3 separate regions of the Mus musculus genome follow, and all the other regions are linked to region 1. The links are chromatin contacts, called in public Hi-C and HiChIP or PLAC-seq maps. All regions are on one chromosome and are shown on one strand. Each heading gives the region's core, a stretch centred on a gene start, on an enhancer-like site or on the middle of the called end of the contact. The rest is flanking DNA. Distances are from core to core; before and after follow the strand shown.

Region 1 (4,688 bases), core at 307-2,806:
TTTGGATGAAGAAAATAAAACAGGAAGTAGTTTGAACATTCTATAGGAACACAGAGACAAGGTGCGAACTCCCGTGGGAAAAAAAAAACCATAAAAGTCTCGCCCTCCTGTTGAGATCGGCAGGAATCACCTGTAGCAATCATCTGAAGCAGAGGTAGCTGGCAGATACTCGTAGGCAGAAATGAACGGCTAAAACAAGGACGATAGACGTCGGACAGAGCTCAAGGATCCAAACTATTTTCCTCCTCTCCAACATCGTAGCTTGTGTTTCTGCATGGCGCTGCAGTGACTGGCCCAATACTACTTAGAGAAAAGTAGCCAAGCACATACAGAACCAACCTGATGAGATCTCTGTCAGATTGCATGTCTCAAACACAATTGTTTAATCTTCAGACGCTGGCTCAAAATTCTCAAAACACAGTTGTGCTTGCCTGACACATTTGTGGGATGTAAGTCATAGATACGACCTGATGATACTCCTGGACAACGAAGAGGAAGGGAAAGACTTGATGTTTTCTCCAGTTGTGTTTTCTTGTTTTGTTTTGTTTCCACATTTCGTTTCTATTATGCAGAACAGCCACTAGAGGTCGCCACGTGTCTCCATTTCCACACACTCGAATTTTCAACCTGAGAAGCCACCAGCTTTTGCATTTCTTTAAATTCGGGGGCGGGGGGGGAGGGGAGGACGCATCAAGGACACCAGAAAGAACCGCAATTCTCTATTAGCTGGTGGTCAGCTCCCGCTCCGCAGCTTAATAAGGGCTGATTTCCAAAGACTTTCGAATCAAAGCTACTCTTCTCCTATGTCCTGAGCCCAAGCCGGTATCTGCCTGGAGTTTGTCTCCGCTGTGGTCGGGCTTCCTGCTTCTGCTCAGCGCTACACACACTCCCTTTATGCTTTCAGGGTGACTGGGGTTTGCCTGGTCTTGTTTTCTAGCGTTTACTTTTGTTATTTGGGGATTGCCTCACGGTCACTGAGCAACAGAGCATTTTAAAGCATTGTAAAGCACGTAACTGCTTTTATAGCCACACGGACACTGCAGTTCAGTTCGAATTCCACTTTCCTGGAAGATTTCTCCCGACTCACGTTTCTTTCATTACTCTTTGAGCTGTCACGAGCTTGACAGCCTTTCAAACCTCAGAGTTCGCAAACATTGTGTAAAGTTTTCAATGCATGCAGTTCGTACACAAGAAGCCACTTTCTTAAGGGATCATAGGGACCCCCGCATTAGAAACACTCCTACTCTCCAAGTCCAGCGCCTGCCCTGACCTCTGCAGTCTCTATGTCCAGTTGAGTGGTCCTTGGTGCTGCCTTGTGGTGCTCACTTCGTTTACATGAAGTAAATTTAACACAGCAGGCAATTCTTTGGAACAAAGATTTTAATTCCACTCTGGTCCTCGCAGTTATGCAGACCTCTAGTTATCTTTATTAACAGACACTAAATAATGTTGCATCATTTAAATGCTAGCCAATGTGTGTCAACGGATAGAGGCCCCGGGAAGGTGGGCCTGAGAGATACCAGGAGGTAGGCAAGGCCTTCCTAAGGCTGACAGACACTCCCAGTATGACCGAGAGCACAGCTGCTGTGACAACATCAGGTGAGTGAATATTTTCAGCTTGATGATATTTTATTCTCGATGACTTATTTAAACTATGAATTGCCCCAATGCTGGTTTTCTTACTTAACTGAACCAATGACTGAGTAGTACATTCAGTTTCAGTCTGGAGGGTGTGTTTAAATAGGATTCAGCTAGGGACAGGAGTGGCACACTGCAGCCCACAACCATTTGTGCCTGAATAGCAGTTCCCCAGTCTAAGAAATGCCTTTGATTCTAACCCTAGATAGCAGTAAACTTGTATCAAGTGTAAGTAATATCGTTACATAAATAACCATGTTACTTCGCTTGGGGCTATGAAGAGACTTATTTCTAAGCTAAGGTTAACTGGTGAAGGTTAGGGTAGACTTATGCCCTTTCTTTTTCAAAACTAGTATAACCAGTTTCTCCTGCTGAGAGGAGACAAGCTGTCAGCATGAAACTGAGGGGTTTCTCTTTGTGGAACTGTTACTACTGTTACTAAGAAAACAACAACAAAAACAACAATAACCACAAAAACCTTTCTAATTGCTCTATGGCTGGGCTGAATCCAAAGTAATATGTTTTTAAAATAAATTAATATAATTTAATTTAATTTATTAAAATAATTTAATTTATTAAAATAATTAAAATTTTAATTTAATATTTTTAAAATTTTAATCGAAATTTAAATTTTAAAAATTATTAAGATAAATTGATATAATAAAATAAATATAATATAAAATAAAATAAATATAATATAATATAAAATAAAATATTTTAAAGTAGCCTTACTTTTGGCCTCCTGAGGATATTTTAAGCCATGTTCTCTCAAACACAGTGAGTGACTCTGTGTTAGAAACACATAGCCCAGGCGAGGGGGGGGGGAGCATATTTCATCCATGGCACAGCTACGGCCTGAGTCAGGGTGGACAGCAGAGAAGTGCTGAGCTCTCTGTAGGACACTGGGTGAGATTCAGTCTCCCTGGCAGAGGGTATGAGGCAAGCGTTAGGAACACGGGCACAATGTGGGGCCTAGTAAACACAGAAGTGGATGATCACAGTCAGCTATTGGATGGGTCACACGGCCCCCAGTGGAGGAGCTAGAGAAATTACCCAAGGAGCTAAAGGGAACTGCAACCCTATAGGTGGAACAACAATATGAACTAACCAGTACCCGGGAGCTCTTGTCTTTAGCTGCATATGTATCAAAAGATGGCCTAGTCGGCCATCACTGCAAAGAGAGGCCCATTGGACTTGCAAACTTTATATGCCCCAGTACAGGGGAACGCCAGGGCCAAAAAGGGGGAGTGGGTGGGTAGGGGATTGGGGGGGTGGGTATGGGGGACCTTTGGGATAGCATTGAAAATGTAAACGAGGAAAATACCTAATTAAAAAAAGAAGAAGAAAAAAAGAGATTGCTAAAAAAAAAAAAAAGGAACACGGGCACAAGAAACAGAAGTGAATTCAAATCTAAGTCTGGTATACCTGAGGCAAATCATTGGCCCTATCTTGGCCTCATCTATAAAATGCAGGCAATGCTGATACTGATCTCGTAATAACCGCATAAGGGCTGAGCTAAGTACCATTAAAATAGGTGCTCGCTATGGTAGCCATGACTAGCCATAGTAGTACACCATGATGTCTCTGTATCATGTGAGGTCCCTGGCTGCCTTTGTATTTCAGTCCACCCGACTAGAGCTGTGATCAGCAGAACATGTGGATATCAGGTATCTTTGGGTGCTCATTTCACACCCTTTCAATATATAGCCACGGATAGAATGACTGACTGTGTAATATGTTTGGGGTCTCCACAATGTTGCGACAGTGACTTCTTTATAAAGTTTACTTTTATTCCACATCCTCAGAACTTTTTTTCTTTTTTTAAAGAATACCTGTTGCAGCTGGGGAGCATGCTGTGATCCCAGCACTCAGAGGCAGAGGCAGGAGGATCTCTGTGTGTCTGGTCTACATAGCATGACCTGTGTCAAAGCAAAAAGTTAGCGAGATAGCTTTATAACTCAGAGTCCTTGTTCTCTTGCTGAGGCCCTGAGTTCTGTTCCCAGATCCTCCAGAGCAGCTTACAACCATTGCAGCTCCAGTCTTAAGGTGTCTGATGCCTCTTTGGGACTCCACCAGCATTGTGACCTTCTGCCAGACAAATAGTTGACTAATCTTATGCCACTCTGCAGGCTGTGGGAAGCATATTTAGAATAACTTTCCTGATTTTTCTTTACAGGTCATTCTCTTACAACCACCTTCCATATACCTTCAAGTCAACATTACCAAGAAGAGCATTCACCATCATTGTCAGGATCAGGTAGGAGCTATAAAACATAGGTGCATATTACACATTTCCATAGTGAGGAGCACTTGTTGCTCTTGAAAACTAGCGTTTCCAGAACCCACATAGCAGCTCACAGCTGTCTGTAACTCTAGCTCTAGAGGATCTCCTGCCACTGCTGCCTCCCACAGGCACCAGGTACATAAAGGGGTACACACACACACACAGAAGCAAACACTCATCCCCATAAAATAAAAATCAATAAATGTGTTTTTAAAAAGTAACCATCGTAACTGGAGGTGAGATGGCAGTCCCCTGTGGGCTGTGGGAAGCATTTTATCTAACTTCTCTCTTTTCTGTACAGATTCTCTTCTTCAAATAACCACTCCTGTGGTGGCTTCAACTGTAGGTAACCCAAATCAGCATTCAGCAACAATGTCAACACCAGGTAGGTTCTGCATTTTTGCATAATAGGTTTGTAGCCATTAGTATTTTATCTGAATCCCTAGTAAGATGTATATGCAATGTCTTCTGGGGTTAATGAACTGACATTAAAAAAAACAAATCAAACAGACACTCCAATGGTTGTCTCTGGGGGTAGGTTCCTGAATCTCTTGTCCCTGAGGATTTTTCCTAAGCAGAAATTTTTCTGCAAAGAGAATCAGTCACATTGTACACTGAAGAAACATTTAAAAGATTTAGAAAATCAAAATGAACGAACACAACCGCTGTGTCTTAGGAAGCCTATCCCGAGCAGAGCTTGCATTACAGTGGAGAAGACACATGACGATGCTCACTGTGCTGTGGTCGTTAGAATCAGCTTAGAGGT
Region 2 (4,625 bases), core at 967-3,466, 83 kb after region 1:
GTTGGTCCTGAAGAGGATGGCAGCCAAGATGGAAATTTTGTTTTAAAAGGTGGATATAGTAATTGATGATGTGTGGTTAAATGTAACAGAAAAGCAAATCTCTATACAAAGATGACATTTGGGCTCCAGAGAGGATAGCGGTGTGTGTGTGGGGGGGGGTGTTCAATGAGATAATTCAGAATGATAAACAGACTTTTTAGGAGCCTATGGGATTGTGGGAGCTCTGGAGCAACCGTGAAACTCAAACAAAAAATATGGACTCCTAATATTTGTTTCCAGACTCAAGAATAAAACTGATATTGAAGCCATTATAATGATAATTCAATAAAATAAATAAATAACCCAATAGACAAACACAGAGACATTTCTCCAAAGATGAAGTGCAAGTTGTCAGAAAGGACATAGAAAGATGCTCAGTAAGCATCAGGAAAATGCACAACGAAATAGTAGAGAAATGCTATTTCACACTCGCTAGAATAACTATCGTCAAAAGACAGACAGAAGGCATTGGTAAGAATACGGAAAGAGAAATGCTTCTGTCATCTCGCATCCTCTTGGGAAATCAGTTTGGAAATGATAGGGCTAGCATGTGACCTAGAACCTCTTAGATACATACTCAAGAGAGACTCAAGAGTACAGCCTAGGCAAGCAGTGGTTGCGCACACCTTTAATCCCAGCACTCAGGAGGCAGAGGCAGGCAGAGCTCTGAGTTCCAGAATAACCAGGGCTGTGGTATATTAACTGGTGAATAGATGAACAATGGTGATAAATCAATACATTGGACTACTGTTCCAAATTAAATGAGGAGCCTGGGGCAAGGCCCTGTGAGTAAGAGGTCTTGCTGTGCTGCATGAAAACCCGAGTTCAAATCCCTGGATCCCATGCAAAAGACACAAGCGGTCATTGGAGCACCTGTGATCCCCAGTGCTACCATTGGGACACCAGGGGCAAAGACTGAAGGATCCCCAGAAGCTCCTGAACCAGCCAGCCTGGTGTGCATGACAGAGAACAACAGAGAGACACCATGTCAAAGTGGAAAGGCAATGGCTGACACCACAGTTGTCCTTGGGCCTCACACACACACTCCATGACACCCATGTGCCTACATTCATGTGTGTGAACAAAATAATTAATAAAATAAGATTTGGTTTTAAAAGGGAGTAGGATACATATTACAACATGATAGACATTGGAAATGTTTTACAAAGTAAATAAAGGCATTTACAAAAACTATATATTATGTGATTCGCTTACATGAGATGTCCAAAATATTCAGACATATAGAGACAGAAAGGAGACTGACAGCCAGACCTGGGAAAGAAGGGGGTTGGAAATGGAAATGACTGTAACTGAGCAAGTTTCCTTGTAAATAATGAACACAGTACGATTTCCTGAGGTGATCATTGAAGAAGTCTACGAGCACGTGACAAACATGCACTTGTGAGTGCATGGTAGTGAGTAAATGGTAGGTGGAGGCGTGTGTTGCTCTCTACTTTGGCCAGAAAATGTTTTTTTGCAGCAGGTTATGGCTTGTGTAGAGACATATAACTCTTCCAGTGGCAAGCATAAGTAACCCTGAGTGCTTGGTTCTGGAAGGGTTAACTATACTAACCTCCTCTGTCCAACATTGTTGACATGTTCACAGAATTGTTCAATGGTCATCTTAAGAAAATTTGCAGACGATACATATAGAGCTTTCAGGGGTTTTTTGTTTTGTTTTGTTTTTGTTTTTGTTTTTGTTTTTGTTTTTTCAGGAAGCCAGTTTCCTCTGCCTGTGATACAAGGAGGTCAGATTGTTCATACATGTGGCCTCCTGCCTACTCTAACGTTCACATGTGTGGTCTTACCCTTGTTCTGAGGTTCACACATGTGGCCTCACCCCTGCTCTGTGGTTCACACATGTGGCCTCACCCCTGCTCTGTGGTTCACACATGTGGTCTCACCCCTGCTCTGAGGTTCACACATGTGGCCTCACCCCTGCTCTGAGGTTCACACATGTGGCCTCACCTCTGCTCTTTGATACAGGTTCTATTTTATGTCTATTTTACTATGAGAAGACCAGATCCCAAGGAAGCTTCATGAGTTACTCAAGGTCACATGACTCATAATGACAGTGCCAAGACAATCTGGCTCCAGAGATGTGGAAAACAAGGACAGGCCAGGAATGACAAGGGGTGACAGCTTCCGGAAAAGGCATGTTGGAGATGGCAAATGTGCTGAGAGGTCAGACCACTCAAGTGTCTGGTGGATTTAGCAAACAATGAGTCACCGTGTCCTCAGGATGAGTCTGTCTGGTGGCCTAAATAGCAGAATATTTTAAATAAAGGAGAGGGTTAAAGGATTAAGGGGTTTCTGCTTCTTCCTGAATTGCTTCACTCAATGAACTCAGGAATTTTCCTCGAGTAAAGAAACTCTATGGTTAAGAAATCTACAGAGGGCCAGAGAAATGGCTCAGCAGATAAGACCACTGGCTGCTCTGTCAGGGCTATGGTTTCCAGCACCCACACAGTGGATCACGACCATTTGTAACTCCAGCTCCAGGGGATCTGAGACTCTCTTCTGGCTTCCACTGTACAGCACACTTATGGTGAATAGACAGACATGCAAGCAACACAACCATGCACATAAAATAAAAATAAATAGATGTTTGTGGTTGGTTTTAGGTTTGGATCCAGTGTTTGTTTGTTTCTCTGGTTTTGGTTGGTTGGTTGGTTGGTTGGTTGGTTGGTTGGTTGGTTGGTTGGTTGGTTGGTTTTGATTTTCAAGGCAAAGTTACTCTATGTAGCCCTGCATTTTCCTGAATCTCACTATGTACACCAGGCTGGCCTTGTTCTTAGAAGTCCACTTGTCTCTGCCTCCTCAGTGCTAGGATTAAAGGTGTGTAACTTCATACCCCACAAATAAATCTTAGGAAGGAAGGAAGGGAGGGAGGAAGGAAGGAAGGAAGGAAGGAAGGAAGGAAGGAAGGAAGGAAGGAAGGAAGGAAGGGGGAGGACAAGTTATCAGATTTCTAGAAGCAGATTTCTGTGTACTGTCTTTGATGAAAACATAAATTAACAAACATGTTTAATTTTTTTATTCAGAAACAAAACTATAGGAACTAAAGATATGCTAAGTATCTCAAATATTTGCCTAATCTCTTGTGTCATATGCAGTCTTATTTTCAAATTAACTTATGATATATATGTGCTAATAATAACTGCCAAGTAAAGAACTTAATGCACATTGAAATGCATAAAATTAATATATTTTACATATACACATGTATATACACAAAAGAACATATACATGTAGAAATTATGCTGAAACAAACAGCAAGCTCTTAGTGGAATAGCAATCAGGATTGTAGATGTAATTCTGTGGCAAGAGCAAGTCCTTCAGGAGCCTTCACCTTTTTCATTCTCTTTGGTCTAATAATACAAATTTTGAAAATATGCACAAAGAGGGACTAATAATTAACATTAGGAAAAGACCACAAGAGAAGTCACAAGAATCAGACACCCACTTGTTCACACACTCGGGAATCCCATAAAATATTAATTTAAACGCCATAATATATACATAGAGCACCTGGTGCAGACCTCTGTAGGCCCTGGACTTGCTGCTTCAGTCTGTGAATTCATATGAGCTCTGGTCAGTTGATCTAAAGGGATTGGTTTCCCAGTATCCTCCATTCCATCTGGACCTTTCTTTATCATTATTATTAATTGGTTATTTTATTTACTTACATCCCAAATGTTGCCCCCCTCCTGGTCCTCCCTCTCAGAGTTCTTTCCCTATACTCCCTCCCCTTCACCTCTGAGAAGACACCTCCCCCCAAGTATTACCCACAAAATGATGCTCATAGTTTTTCTAACCCTCTGTGCAGTGGGAGATGGTCAGCATCAACTGCATCCATGAACCTCTTCTGCTCTAGCTAGAACTGTATAAAGTCACTGGAAGCCATGGGCATTGTGGTGGTTTGAATGAGAATCGTTCCCATGGGTGTATGTATTTGAATTATTGTTCCCCAGTTAATTTGGAAAGGATTGGGATGAGACATGTCAGAGGAGGTGTGACCTTGTTGAAGGAGGTGTGGCCTTGTTAAAGGAGGTGTGACCTTGCTGGAGGAGGCATGGCCTTGTTGGAGGAGATGTGGCCTTGTCACTGTGAGTGAGCTTTGATGATTAAAAGCCCCATACCATTCCCACCTAGATTCCTACCACTTATGGATCAGATGCAAGCTCTCAGCTTCTGATTCTATACCTATTTGCATACTGCCATCCTCTCTGCCATGATGGTCATAGACTTACCCTCTGAAATCATAAACCCAACAAACTCTTTCTTCCCTAAGTTGCCTTGGCCAACTTAAATGTAATTAACACAGTGTGGTGGCTTGAAAAAAATGGCCCCCATAGGGCTAATAGGGAGTGGCACTATTAGAAGGTATGGCCTTGTTGGAGTAGGTGTGGTGTTTTGAAGAAAGGGTGTCTCTGGGGACAGGCTTTGAGGTTTCAGAAGCTCAGGCCAGGTCTTTGTGGTTGTCTCTTCCTGAACCCTGCTGATTCAGATGTAGAAACTTTGAGCTACCTCTCCAGGACCATGTCTACCTTCATGCTACCCTGTTTTCCACCATGATGATAATG
Region 3 (4,254 bases), core at 419-2,918, 120 kb after region 1:
ACTAACCAGTACCCCGGAACTCTTGTCTCTAGCTGCATATGCATCAAAAGATGGCCTAGTCGGCCATCACTGCAAAGAGAGACCCATTGGACTTGCCAACTTTAGATGCCCAGTACAGGGGAACGCCAGGGCCAAAAAGGGGGAGTGGGTGGGTAGGGGATTGGGGGTGGGGTGGATATGGGGGACCTTTGGGATAGCATTGAAAATGTAAACGAGAAAAATACCTAATTAAAAAAAATTTAAAAAAAAAACAGTGGTGTGGTCCTGGCTATGGCAGCAGCAGTGGCTGCTGCTGCTAAAGTAAATTAACCATCTGCAACACTGCAGAAAGATCGAAAGATTAATTTGTGGATATAACCCCCAGGTTTATATTATCCAATTGAAGCTTTTTTTTTTAACCAAGAGTTTTGCATGCATCTATTTTCAGTCACTAAAATGTCCCTGACATGAAAAAAAGGAATCAGGTGACATGGATTATCTTGAACAGTGACTGACCAGATTCTTCTAGTCCCTAAGAAATTAAGACAAGTCAAGACCTGGCACTCACGTCACTCACAGACAGGAAAGGCCATCATTTGAAAGCCTGGTTCCGAGCGTGCAATGGATTATCACAGAGATTTAGTTGTGGGGTTTTCTTGGGCACTGCTGCTCCTACCTCCTCTCCCCTGGCTAATGTATATTTTCCAACCAAGAAAGTAACAGGAAAGAAAAGAAACAGCTAATGTCTAGTGTTGATCAGGTATGGAAACTACATTCTAAGAAAGCCACAGGAAGCTGACCCCCCACACCCAATTGCTTTGTGTGAGACCCATTCACTGGGAACAGATTAAAAGCTCTTCAAGTTTGCCAGCCTGGAAATTGTTGCTTCCCCACTCTCCAAACCCTGAAGCTGCCCCTGCCCCGTCCCTGACACACACACACACACACACACACACACACACAGAGAGAGAGAGAGAGAGAGAGAGAGAGAGAGAGAGAGAGAGATCCTGTTCCCTCATCGCAAAAAAAAAAAAAAAAAAAAAAAAAAAAAGACCCTGCAAAGAAACTACCAGGGTTGCTGTGAACGTGCAGAATTGACAGACCTGGAATAAGCTGCTTCATCAGACAGACAGACAGACAGACAGACAGACAGACAGGAAATTCTTTTTTGCAAAAATCCCTCCCACCAGCTTTTTTTAATGTCCAACGTGAAACTCAATTTTGGCGAGAAAAAGCACTCCTGTCAGCGGTAAGAGAGACTGGCTCTGCACTCAATCAGAGACACTATTCCTCCTGGGTGAACAGACCATGCCAGCGGTGTCTCCCACGCACATAACTCACCCAGGCGCAGTCACTCTCACTTTCCCAGCCCCGAGGAACAATCCTCTTGTGGCTCCCAGAGAAAGGGGTATCCAAAGAAGACAGTGGGAGGCAGGCAACTCAAGGCTGTGACAAATCAAGGTAACTGGGCTAAAGACACTGGGAAGCGGCGGGGAGTGCCTGCATGCTCGCTATGTGTCGGTGTGCTGGGGCACATCTGGGGGGCCACTGACACCAGCTCAGGTGGAGACTTGGAATGCAAAAGACAGAGAGAGCTTGTCCGTTGCTGTTAGTTGCTGCAGCTCCTGGATCTGGCGGGATCCAAGCATCCCCGCCCTCCCGCAGAGTCTCTCTGCTTCCACTGGAGTGGGCATCCTCTAGATATATCAACTCCAGAATTCCATCGGACTATGGCTGGAGATTCTCTGAGCCTTCCTGGGATGTCCCTGCAGCTGCTAGTGACTCTCACCTGCCTGCTTCTGACTTGTGCACTGAGGGAAAGGGTACCCTTGAGTGAAAACGTGTCCCACTGTGAGCTTTACCTGCCTCCCTGGGGAGCGCTTAATGGTGGTAGTCACCAGAACCCTGGCATTCTGATCGCCAACTCCGGGTTCCAAGTGCCACAGGGCCGCTCGGTTTGGCTTAACCCACTGCGGGATCTAGTGATTCGAGTGCAGCGCGGGGATCAGTGCAAGGTGACAGTGCTGGACTTCCCGCGGCTCCAAGGCGCGCTCTCCCCGCACCAATTTCCCTGTGATTTCGGGGCCCAACAGGTTAAGTACACTCACTTCGGCTCGCCCAGCTCCACAAGAACCCGGATACAGCTGCAGGTGCGCTATGACGCAGGGAATTCCACGCTGGTGCTGCCCTTCACTCTGCAAGTGAATGTAGTCTTCCCCAAGCTTCAGTTGGTGGCGCGCAACAGGCCACTGAAAGTGTTTAAAGTGCTAGGCTGCAGCCATGCCATCGACAGGAGAGTGCTAAACTTTGCCTCCAGGAGCAGGTGCAGGCTCACCGTGCTTCCTCACCCTGGCGGACCACTCCCCAAGTATGGACTCTTGGTGGACACCGCTGGGAACCCTCTCTCCAGGGGCCATCTGGCCGACTGTGAGGCTTTTATCCAGGCTGGCGTACGCTACCAGCATACCACCACACCATCCTCACCCAGCAGGGACTATGTGCCCATGCTAGTGGAGCTGCTTGGACCAGAGTCACAAGGTACTAGGTCAGTGGAGGTGCTGGCCCAGGAGTACTTCCAAATTCAAGTCAGAATCCAGAAGCGAGCCAGGAGCACAGCACCAATACCTAGTCTCGCGGCTCTAATGATAGTGGAGGTTGAACAGTCCTTACTGACAGCCCTGACACCTGATGTGCTGGCTGCAGAAGACAGCGAGTCAGACCCTGACGACCTAGTCTTCAACATTCTCAATGTACCCGAGGCCCCACCTGGACACCATGGTGGACAGGGTTATGTGGTGAACACAGATGACCCCCTGGGCCTTCCAGTCTCTTTCTTTACCCAGAAAGAGCTTCGAGAGCTGAAAATAGCCTATCGACCCCCAACGGGGAGCTCAGAAGGGGACCACGTCTTTCAGCTCAAACTGCAGGTGGTGGATGAAGATGGTGACACCTCTGAGCCTTTTGCTTTCATGGTGGTGGTAAAGTCTATGAATGTGCTGGCTCCAATAGCTAGCTACAGAGGAGGACTTGTGGTGTTTGAAGGCCAGGCAAGGCCCTTGTCTGATGCCCTAAGCTTTCAGGTCAGTGATAAAGATAATTCCAAAGAAATAAAAATTGTTGCAGTCAGAGGTTTGCAACACGGGCAGCTGGTAGTGCATGGGGCACCTGCTGGGTGCAAGAATTTCACACTGGCAGACCTAAGTGCAGGGAGAGTGGTGTACCAGCATGATGGCAGTGACTCTTACAGTGACAACATCATCCTCAAGATGGAGGGTGAGCACCACCGGGTGGACTTCCTCTTCCCCATCACTATCGTGCCCGTGGATGATGCGGCACCAGTGCTCACCGCCAACATGGGACTCTCCGTGACTGAAGGGCAAGTGGTCCAGATATCCCCCTTTGTCTTATGTGCCACCGATATTGATTCTGAGGACTCAGCTATCCTCTTTGTGTTGGAAGACGAACACCTGGAAGGAAAAGAGGAAGAAACACATGAAGATCTGGCCCCTGGTTCCTACAGCTCAAGCCAGCACCCAGGCAACATGCTGCTGAGGCAGGCTGAGCCCCCTTCGTCCCTTCTGTACAGTGACTGGCACTATGTGGAAAAGGAGGGCCTTTATGAGACGGTAGTGACTGAGTGGCTGCAGAGAGACATAATGGAAGGGAGACTGTTCTTCTCCCATCCTGGACCACATAGCCCATCTCCAGTGGCTCATCTGGCCTTCCATGTGCAGGATGACCAGGACCCACCAAACCTCTCCAACCAGCACTTCTTCACCATCAGCATCCAGCCTGCAGATACGTCGCAGCCTCAGCTATCTCCAGAAACGACCCTAGAAATGACAGTGCAAGGATACCAGCTCACTCCCTTCCAGCAGAAGTACCTCCAGTACACTGACCAGAACTCAGATGAACAGAACCTGTGGTACACTCTACTGACGCGACCAACAGACGCTGACAGCAACCATCAAGTCCAGGCTGGAGAGATCGTGCTCACTGATTCACCAGGTAGACCCATCGTTCATTTTACCCAAACCCAGGTCAATCATCAAAAAATTGCTTATCGACCCCCACAGAGGAATCTTGGCATTGTACCTCGAGTTGTACAATTCACCTATAAGGTGGAAGACACTGCAGGCAACAGTGTGTCAGGTACATTCACAGTATTCCTGCAGCCTTTGAACAATCAGCCACCAAAAGTCATCAATAGAGGCTTCGCTGTCTTGGAGGGAGATAGCTTTATTCTTGGCAGAGGTGAACTTAATGTTTCAGACC

Evidence for each region. Hi-C and Micro-C count contacts between places; a contact is called where the count stands out from the background. HiChIP or PLAC-seq counts read pairs in DNA pulled down with a chosen protein or histone mark.
Region 2: a contact with region 1 is called in a Hi-C map of cumulus cells, with 1.9 times the contacts expected there. The contact joins the enhancer-like site here to the promoter of Gypa in region 1. A contact is called at or near these places in 2 of 39 promoter capture datasets (the HPC-7 cell line and macrophages), 4 of 484 Hi-C or Micro-C datasets (cumulus cells, nephron progenitors and neural progenitor cells), 2 of 115 datasets of contacts at active chromatin or transcription factors (embryonic stem cells and fetal liver) and 1 of 9 other capture datasets (liver).
Region 3: a contact with region 1 is called in an H3K4me3 HiChIP or PLAC-seq map of fetal liver, with 2.8 times the contacts expected there. The contact joins the promoter of Frem3 here to the promoter of Gypa in region 1. A contact is called at or near these places in 5 of 39 promoter capture datasets (the HPC-7 cell line, embryonic stem cells, fetal liver and 1 more), 9 of 484 Hi-C or Micro-C datasets (cortical neurons, embryonic stem cells, gonadal supporting cells and 2 more), 7 of 115 datasets of contacts at active chromatin or transcription factors (cardiomyocytes, embryonic stem cells and fetal liver) and 2 of 9 other capture datasets (adipose tissue and embryonic stem cells).

The regions. Positions count from the first base shown.
Region 1 is chr8:80,492,489-80,497,176 of GRCm38.p6, forward strand. It overlaps Gypa (glycophorin A), which reads left to right and starts at 1,557. Exons shown (of 8, transcript NM_010369.3): 1 at 1,557-1,599; 2 at 3,815-3,895; 3 at 4,224-4,307. The coding sequence starts at 1,566. RefSeq lists a cis regulatory region at 1,279-1,461.
Region 2 is chr8:80,575,140-80,579,764 of GRCm38.p6, forward strand. All of the region lies in intron 1 of Gm46044 (a long non-coding RNA gene), which reads right to left. Among named protein-coding and RNA genes, the nearest start is that of Gm46044, 15 kb to the right of the region's middle. Within about 2 kb of position 2,217, at least 2 of the 459 cell types and tissues checked have an H3K27ac peak or open chromatin away from gene starts, as enhancers often do.
Region 3 is chr8:80,609,371-80,613,624 of GRCm38.p6, forward strand. It overlaps Frem3 (Fras1 related extracellular matrix protein 3), which reads left to right and starts at 1,669. Exons shown (of 8, transcript NM_001167898.1): 1 at 1,669-4,254. The coding sequence starts at 1,710.